Linked DNA regions of Mus musculus: region 2 is linked to region 1. The links are chromatin contacts, called in public Hi-C maps. All regions are on one chromosome and are shown on one strand. Each heading gives the region's core, a stretch centred on a gene start, on an enhancer-like site or on the middle of the called end of the contact. The rest is flanking DNA. Distances are from core to core; before and after follow the strand shown. Region 1 overlaps Fancc (Fanconi anemia, complementation group C). Region 2 overlaps Ptch1 (patched 1).

Region 1 (4,043 bases), core at 160-2,659:
AGAACTGTTGACTCTCTAGTTCACCCATGAAGCTTTCTAGCCTGCTCCTTTCATCCCAGGGGACCAGAGATTACTATAAACCACCTGCCACTCCAAAGAGGCTGAGAACACACAGCACATTTCTCAGGGAGATGGCACACTTTTTCTATCAATTGTTTTCAGACTCTCTCCCTTTCTCTCTCCCTCCCCCCCCCCCTCCCCGGGTGTGTACATGTGTTTGACAGGGGGGAGGGGACAGAGAGATGGGGGAGAGAACTAGAAAAGGTATTCATAAGGTGATTATCAGAGAAAAGTGAATGCCTCTCCTAAAAAGACAACGGAGGGTTAGGAAGAATAAAGCCCCCAGGTCTTCTAGGTCAGAGAACCAAGAAGGAAACAACAGATTCTCGAGTGACCGCTCAAGTCCGGGACAGATTCCCCTTTCTAGGCTGAGTTTAAGGTTGTTTGATGTTTACTCAGAAAATGGTCATTTGAGAAAATCAGCAGAGAAGTTTTCCCTCCAGTTTGCCCACCAGAGCATCGGCCCATCTCCCATGGAGCCAGCTCACCCTACTCTTCTGGCAAGAGACGGCCCTCTTTGTCCACAGATATGAGTTAAAAGGCAACTACAGTCACTACAGAGCCACAAATACATACAAATCCAAACAAAACCAAAGAAAGGCCTCTTCTGAATGAAGAGCCACATAGCCTTCATGGTGAACTCCTTTGAGTTAAAAAAGTGATTTGGCTTTAGAAAAAAATCTACTTATATATATATAAAAAAAGCCATTCACATCTATAATGTAATTATAAAAATGACTATTTTTATAAATACATACTTTCCTTATGGCATTTTCTTTTCTATTTTTAAAACGTTAAACATAAAACTAAACAACCCTTTCACGTTTTAGAATCTATTTTGTTTTAAAAGATTCAGGTTTCTTACAACAAATTTGAGCTTTCTTTTTAATCTTTACCAGATGTTGTTTATACTACAAGCAATTTTTTTCAGTACCCCATAATGCAATTATTGTTTAATTAGTGATAAATCTGTCATTCTTGGGCTTAAAAACCTTAACAAGTACCAAATGTCCTCTTATGTTGTAAGTTTACATGAGGTCTCAGTGTCAAGCAGAGGAGTGGGGGGTGTAAGTTACAGGATGTCCAGCTTTGCACACTGGACAAATACCTCCAGGTCTAGTCTCCGTATGTCTATGCTCAAAAGCAGTTTCTTGGGTCTCACTGCTCCTCAACCTGGCCTCTGAATAGGAAGAACTGCCATGGTCCACTATTTCTTGTGGTCTGTCTGTGATCCTTCTCCCATTCATCTCCCAGGAGCTACAAAGCCTGGAACCCCATGAGTGAAGATTACCCTGCGCCCTGGGTTTTCATTGGAGATAATGCTGGAGTGTCTGGTGCCCCCCTGAGGTTAACACTGGAAAGTGCAGTCCAGACCAAAGCCCCACCACACTTGTCTAGTTAACCAAGACTAAGCCATCCACTCCAGCTCTGGTTTAACTGCATGTACCACATTAGAGTTCAGGCAAGAAGTACACTAATGAAAATGCGGGGAAAGAAAATGCTAAAACATTAGAGAAACAAATCCAACAATGTTGAGGACAGGAGTAATTCTTTGGCTGTATTTTAGCAATGGGATTTTTCAGGGAAGTTTCTCCTTGTGAAGCTGCGGTGACTGCCCTCTTAAGAATGAGGACACTTCCTGGCCAACAGGAGGAACACACTGAGCTGTCTGAGGCTGGCATAGACAAAGACACTTTTTACTGAGCTACCAACTCTTCCAGGTAACAGTCTCTGACTTAAGACCCTGCCTCCTGCCTCCCATGCAACTACTCTTTGGGGTAGCTCTCCCAGGCCCAACTGCGGTGGCTGCCAGCAGGCGGATCAGCCCGTGAAGGAGTGCAAGGGAGGGCATGGGAACCAGGGTGCTCCTGGCTCTGGCACGTAGCACAGTGTAGCAGCCAAGCGCAGGCCACCCCACCACCCAGCTGGCCCTTTTCACTCAAATAGGGAACCCAAACAATAGCCTTCTGGGCTCCACACACAGAGCTGTAACGAGAAAACAGCCTCCTTGATACAAGCTCAGCCTGGGCACAGAGCACAGTGCCAAAAGGGAGGCATAATTAGCAAGTGGCTTTCAATACTTCTCCTGACGTCAATTTTTAAGGTCAGGTCTAAGGTTAAGGATTATGGTGTCCTGGTGACTGCTCTCTCAAAGGAAACACAAGACCGTCTGTTTTGGAACTTTTAGTCTGCATAGTAAATGACAAACTGGGGTTAATACCCTGATCTATTTGGGGCCACCAACTGTGGCAGGCAGCCATGATATTGGGGACAATCTAAGGTAGAGAAGCCAAAGATTGAACCTTAAACACAAACCGGTTTGAGAATGTATTTTTATTTCACAGGCTCACACATGTGCCTGCACACACATCTTGTTTGGAATTAAGGTGACTAGTCTCTTATCTTATTCATTCATTGCCTTAACGGAAACTGCCAGACCTCTGATGTCTCTAAAAGGCAGAAGGACATTCAGGGAGATCATTACACTTTGTACAACTCTTTTATCTTTTGTTTTTGCTATATTTGGGTAACTATAGAATTTCCAGAACTCATTCTGGATAGTCCCAAGAGATGGGAATATAATTAACAGTGCTCCACACAAAACACAAGTTATGTAGACCATCACACTTTAATTACTGTCAGAATCCAGCACTAATGCAATTGGCATCAGGTTTCCTAGGCAGCAAAGTGCAGCAGTCTAGCTGGGTCTTAAAGATCTGATACTGCACATGGCCCTGTCAATGCTGGAAGATGCTGCGCTGCGATAAATGAATCAGATGATGCAATTAGGAAGCAGGTTCTTCAGGTTACCCCTGTAATCACTCAACCAGGTCACGGCTTATTCTACCCTGCTGGGCTCGCAGGCTCTCTGGGCTCAGGATGGCAGAGGAGAACTGCCTAAGCCAATCAGGGGCTTCCAGCTTGTTGTCTGTATTGTAATTATCTCCATGAACCTCACGGCATAGAGAGGTCACATCCTGGCAATGCCACAATAAATTAGACCAAATAACACCCCCTTAAATCCCTCCCTCAACCATAATAAAAGCTCTGAAGCTCCCACACATGATCCTGATAAACTGCTTCTAAGCTGCGTGACAAGGAAGTGACAGCCAACTCCCAACCCAGACTGAGGTCCCCATAATACAGTGTCTGTGGGAGGGGCACCTTCCTATGTTCTCTGAAGGATGACTTAGGCTGAAAGCTTCAGCTAACAGATGCAGACAAGCATCAGAGAAGAAGCAGTAACACTAACAGACAGTCAGGCAGTCCATGGGACCGGGGAGCTTTCCACTGAGGGAAAGGATGATGACGAAAAGGACAAGCAACCTGGGAGGAAAGAACCCAGTGTCTTCATTTGGCACTGAAAGCAAAACAGACCAGAGATAAAGTAACTCCCATCACAGTGTGCACACTTAATTTAGAAATAGAGACATTTACAAGACAAGGTAATTTACTACCTTAAATCTGGAAGGGGCTGTCCAGGGGCTTCTAAATGATCTACAGAGTCTATTAAGAAAGTTGCACTGTTATTTTTAGCCTTAATAATCTATATAATGCTTTTGGAAATGGTAAGAAGTAGCAATCATGCATACAAATGCACATACATATTCGAGGGAGGGAGAGAGAGGGAGAAGGGGAGAGGGAGGGAGGGAGAGAAAGAGAGAGGGAGGGAGGGAGGGAGGGAGGGAGGGAGGGAGGGAGGGAGGGAGGGAGAAAGGGGAAGGGGGGGTTCAAGCAAGTGGTGCCTTTACAGTTCTCAATCTGAAAAAGAAGATGTCATGTTGCAGGCAGCCAGGCAGCCTCAGCACCTTCCTGAGCCTAGCCAATGACCAGGGCAGATACATGCTCTCCCATTTTCCTGGCACTGAGTGGAGACATCGTTACCCTGCACTACTATGGGAGCTTGCCTCCACTAGGCACCCCAGGGTCCAAGAGGCACCGGCAGCACTGAAGAGGCTACTGAGGCCTGGAAGACAGCAGCA
Region 2 (4,047 bases), core at 530-3,029, 210 kb after region 1:
CGTTAAGGGCTTGTTTGTTTCAGAGAAAACATTAATAGCAAGACTAATGAGGGTTATGCTAAATCTTACAGCAAAACTCAGCTCTGTGAACAACCTTAGTTCCATACACCAAATTAAAAAGGAACAAAAGTCACTGCCAAACGAAATCTTCAGGATGAAAATCATAGAGAGAACTGTAAGTGAAAACAGAAAAGCACCCCCCCCGAAACTCACTTTGGTTGAATTTTTGTTAGGGGCTGTGGCAGGGCAATCTGGGTCGGCTGGGTTGAGGCAAGGCCGGTCCATGTACCCATGGCCAACTTCGGCTTTATTCAGCATTTCCTCCCAGCTGTCCACTTGGTAGTTTATTTTCTTTAACTCTTCTAGGAATTCCAAGGGGTCAAAGTTTGTCCACCGTAAAGGAGGCTTACCTCTGCGAAAGAAATTAGAGGTGAGGCCATGAAAAATGTGGCTCAGACAGGCAGGAGGGCACATGGCTGCATTTGCACAACACAGGCTTATTAAAGCAAAACTCTGGGGCCTGAGTATAAAGGAAAGGAGAAAATATAAAAGTTCTTTCCCAGTAAAGCCACTGGCAAACTTAAGTCAGGAAAAGAATCCATGGCTGAGGATGGCAAGCAGGGTTTGCAAATTAAGGGAACCAACAGACAATCTTAATCCCCTGATATAGTATTTGATACCTTTAAAAAAAATTAGCTGGTGGGGGGAGGGATGGGTTCTTCTGAGCTCCAAAGTGAAAAACCGAAAGAATGAATTACAATATTACCTGCCTGCTTAAAAACTGCTTTTTAAATGTGACCAATCCAAGTATTTGATCTGCTAACTTTAACAATCATTCTTACGAGGTCCCTCTCACAGGTTGCCAGTGGGGTGGGCAAGCGCCCCCCCCCCCCCGGGACTCTACCATCACCACTATTACAGCCACTCCTAACCCCCCACTCACTTTGGAAACTGGGCTGTTGACAGACCAGAAAGGCTTTTGGCTGCCTGTTATGTGGTTCAAACCGTACTGTAGCTGCTTAACCAGGCTGAAGTCATTATTCAGAGTCTCCCAACCAGAAAACACAAAACCCCTTATTTCCCATCTAAAACTGTACACTGAAGGTCAGGGGATGGCCACTGCAAATTGCTTTTGCAGATATGTGCGGGCCAGGACGGAAACAATAACCCAAGCACTAACTCTCGCATAATTAGCTGAAGAAAGTCTACACCGAGTAACCATCATTCTTTAAATGGTGTGGTGTATGCAATTCCTAACTGCTGAGCTACGAAGCATCCCTTATCACGGCCTTTATAGACAGCGCATTTCCCCGCTTAAACATCATTACCATGATCCAAAGTAGGGTCCATATTTTTCTCTGCAGGAATATCTTGAACCTTAGCTGAAGTATTTCCTTGTGACAAGAACCCAGTAATAAATTATCTTCTTAAATGTCTGAGTGTTGGTCTGCATAACTACGAGCATTTTATAAAGAGTTTTTAAAAAATTGTACAGACTGTGCAATGATTTGCATTTTATTTGCATATAAATAGGTTGGTAAAAGTGAATGAAATCTAATGATGCCTACAGAACTGTTTCTGAAAAGAGGAAAAAAACATTCTGCTGAAATCCCCTCCCCCCCCACCATTCACTCAAAAAAATGCGCATGGAATTTCAATGTTTTTATTTCTTGTCCAAAACTGAAACAGAATAAACAATGATAAGCCACACCGGAAACTGTCACTGAGTCCAGCGGCTGGACACTGAGGGTGCACTTACAGGAGGTATGCTGTCCCGGACTGTAGCTTTGCCCCTTCCCAGAAGCAGTCCAAAGGTGTAATGATTAAGCAAGGGTAAAGGTATTCTATTATCTGTCAAAGCAAAAAACAATAGGGGTGCTTTAGGCTCACACTCGCTGCTCGGGTTGTTTCCAGAAATTTTGAACACTTTCCCCTCTCTGCAAACAAGAAAAGAATGTACCTGATCCATGTAACCTGTCTCCGTGATAAGTTCCCCTGATTTGTAGCACAAATGTTCCAACTTCCATTGCCTATTGGGATGGAAAGTGAAGAGAAATAAAAAAACTAAAACAAAAATGCTTCTTACTGCAAGGAAATGAGCTTAAAACAGGAACAACAGGACTTAGCAAAAGGCTGTAATTTCGATCACGCTGAAGCATCTGTCAAAACCAGCAGAGCTTTTGCCAAGGAGAAAGCCGGCAAGCCCCGCTTTAATGAATAGATAACACTGGATCGTAATTAAGATGTGGGGTGTTTATGTAAATGAATGCTACCGAAGTACTTGAAGTCTTGTTTCCTTAAGTGTTCTACCAATAATCTTGTTTACACCATTAATCTGCTTTTCCACACACATTAAACAACCTGCAACAATCCAGTGGAATTATCACAAATTCAAAATAGGCGGAGCTTGGGCTAGTGTGGCGTGTGCTGGGATAGACTCAGGTGGGAGAGTATTACTGGCTTGCCTTTTTCTCTTTTTTACTAGCTTATGTTATTTTTGGTCACGTTTGAAACAAACTTTCCTGCTCTTAATGTTATAAACAACCTCCACCAGGTAGACAGGACATTAAATGCATGGACCACGAATTAATTTGGTTTTAGTATCTCTCAGAGAGTGTTCTGCAAACTCATGGCTTTCTCAACGTGTTTAGGGAAAGACGCTTTACTCAAAAATAAAAGGATATTTGGAAAGAGTAAAGACAGGAAATCGAAGGAATGAAAATAAAAATTACCCCCTCCCCCCACCAGTTATATTTTATTGGTCTCCTCAGGGGGACCTGCCTTCTCCCAAGGGCATTTTTGATACTTTGCATCTTCTTCCCTACACTTTCTTCTAGGACTTTTCCATCTTTCTCTTAGTGCCCTTTCAAACCTCTACCTTCCTGCTAATCAAAAGTTTTCTTTGCCTAATGCTGGTGAAAACAACCCTTATGTAGAGTCCTGGCTCCAGTCTTACCTGGTACCTGGTGTATGAAGGGTGGGCCCTGTTCATGCCTGGCTTTGTCTGTTTCTACCTGTACTGACTGTATTTCTCTCCCTGGTATCATTCATTCATTCATCCGCCTATCTCTCCCCTCCGACACTTATCAACCCATCGATCAGGTAAGTGTTCTATGTGTTTCGCATGTGCACACACACACACACACACACACACACACATACACACACCCCAATATAAGTGGGTCTTCAGCACCACCTGACCAGCTGAATCTCTGCATTTGTTTGAGAAAGATGCCCACTGATTGTTCATTGGACATGAATCCAGAAAACAGCATTTGAAACCCGGCTTGATCTTTGACCTTGGACAAACACTCCATTTATTCTCGTTTTCATTTTTTTTTTCACCTAAAATATGCAAGTGCTCACTAGACAAGGGTTCTCTCCTATGCATAACTCTGAGTCCATCTTAGTTAACTTCACAGAACCTTAAATCTTGTCCTGAAGCATATGGCAGACAAGTGCTTCAGAATAGGCAGGTCTTAGCATATGTGTGTGGAATAACCCTGGGAGACCAGGTTCTCCACAGGGCCTCTGACTGCAAACTTTCCCATCTAGACCAGACAGTTACTCTACACTGAACACTCCTGATAGGAGGAGACCAATTCCTGAACACGTCCCATATTTCCCAATCCCCTTTTCTACAAATATCTGACCTTGCCCTACTCAACAATGGGCCAGGTATATGTATGGCTCCTATTTTAAAATAATAGACAGTATAGATGTATTTAAGAAAAAAAAAGATGTTAATTTTGTTTTAAAACTCTCTTATTATCAATCTACCTCACTCAGACATCCGGGAGAGACTCAATGCTCACCCCTCCATTTGCTTTGTGACCAATTGAATTCTTCCCTTTATCGTCCCTCTCATCCACCTCTTCGCCCTACCCATTGTCGACTGAGGCTATGCAAAACATAACTGCTCCAAAGAAAGGTTCAGTAAGAGATAATTTACCAAGTTAACAATATATTCAATTTAGGGGGAAAAAAACTTAAGCAAATGAGATATAGCCCAGGTAAGAAGTCCCGCAATAGAATCATATTCACTTG

The links. Hi-C and Micro-C count contacts between places; a contact is called where the count stands out from the background.
Region 2: a Hi-C map of forebrain shows a contact between it and region 1, with 4 times the contacts expected there. The contact joins two enhancer-like sites. A contact is called at or near these places in 1 of 484 Hi-C or Micro-C datasets (forebrain), 1 of 115 datasets of contacts at active chromatin or transcription factors (astrocytes) and 2 of 9 other capture datasets (adipose tissue and liver).

The regions. Positions count from the first base shown.
Region 1 is chr13:63,334,547-63,338,589 of GRCm38.p6, forward strand. All of the region lies in intron 8 of Fancc (Fanconi anemia, complementation group C), which reads right to left. Among named protein-coding and RNA genes, the nearest start is that of Mir3074-1, 35 kb to the left of the region's middle. Within about 2 kb of position 1,410, at least 52 of the 459 cell types and tissues checked have an H3K27ac peak or open chromatin away from gene starts, as enhancers often do. A contact at or near this core is called in forebrain, where this site is marked.
Region 2 is chr13:63,543,277-63,547,323 of GRCm38.p6, forward strand. It overlaps Ptch1 (patched 1), which reads right to left. Exons shown (of 24, transcript NM_008957.3): 4 at 1,961-2,030; 5 at 1,760-1,851; 6 at 214-412. Among named protein-coding and RNA genes, the nearest start is that of Ptch1, 20 kb to the right of the region's middle. Within about 2 kb of position 1,780, at least 10 of the 459 cell types and tissues checked have an H3K27ac peak or open chromatin away from gene starts, as enhancers often do. A contact at or near this core is called in forebrain, where this site is marked.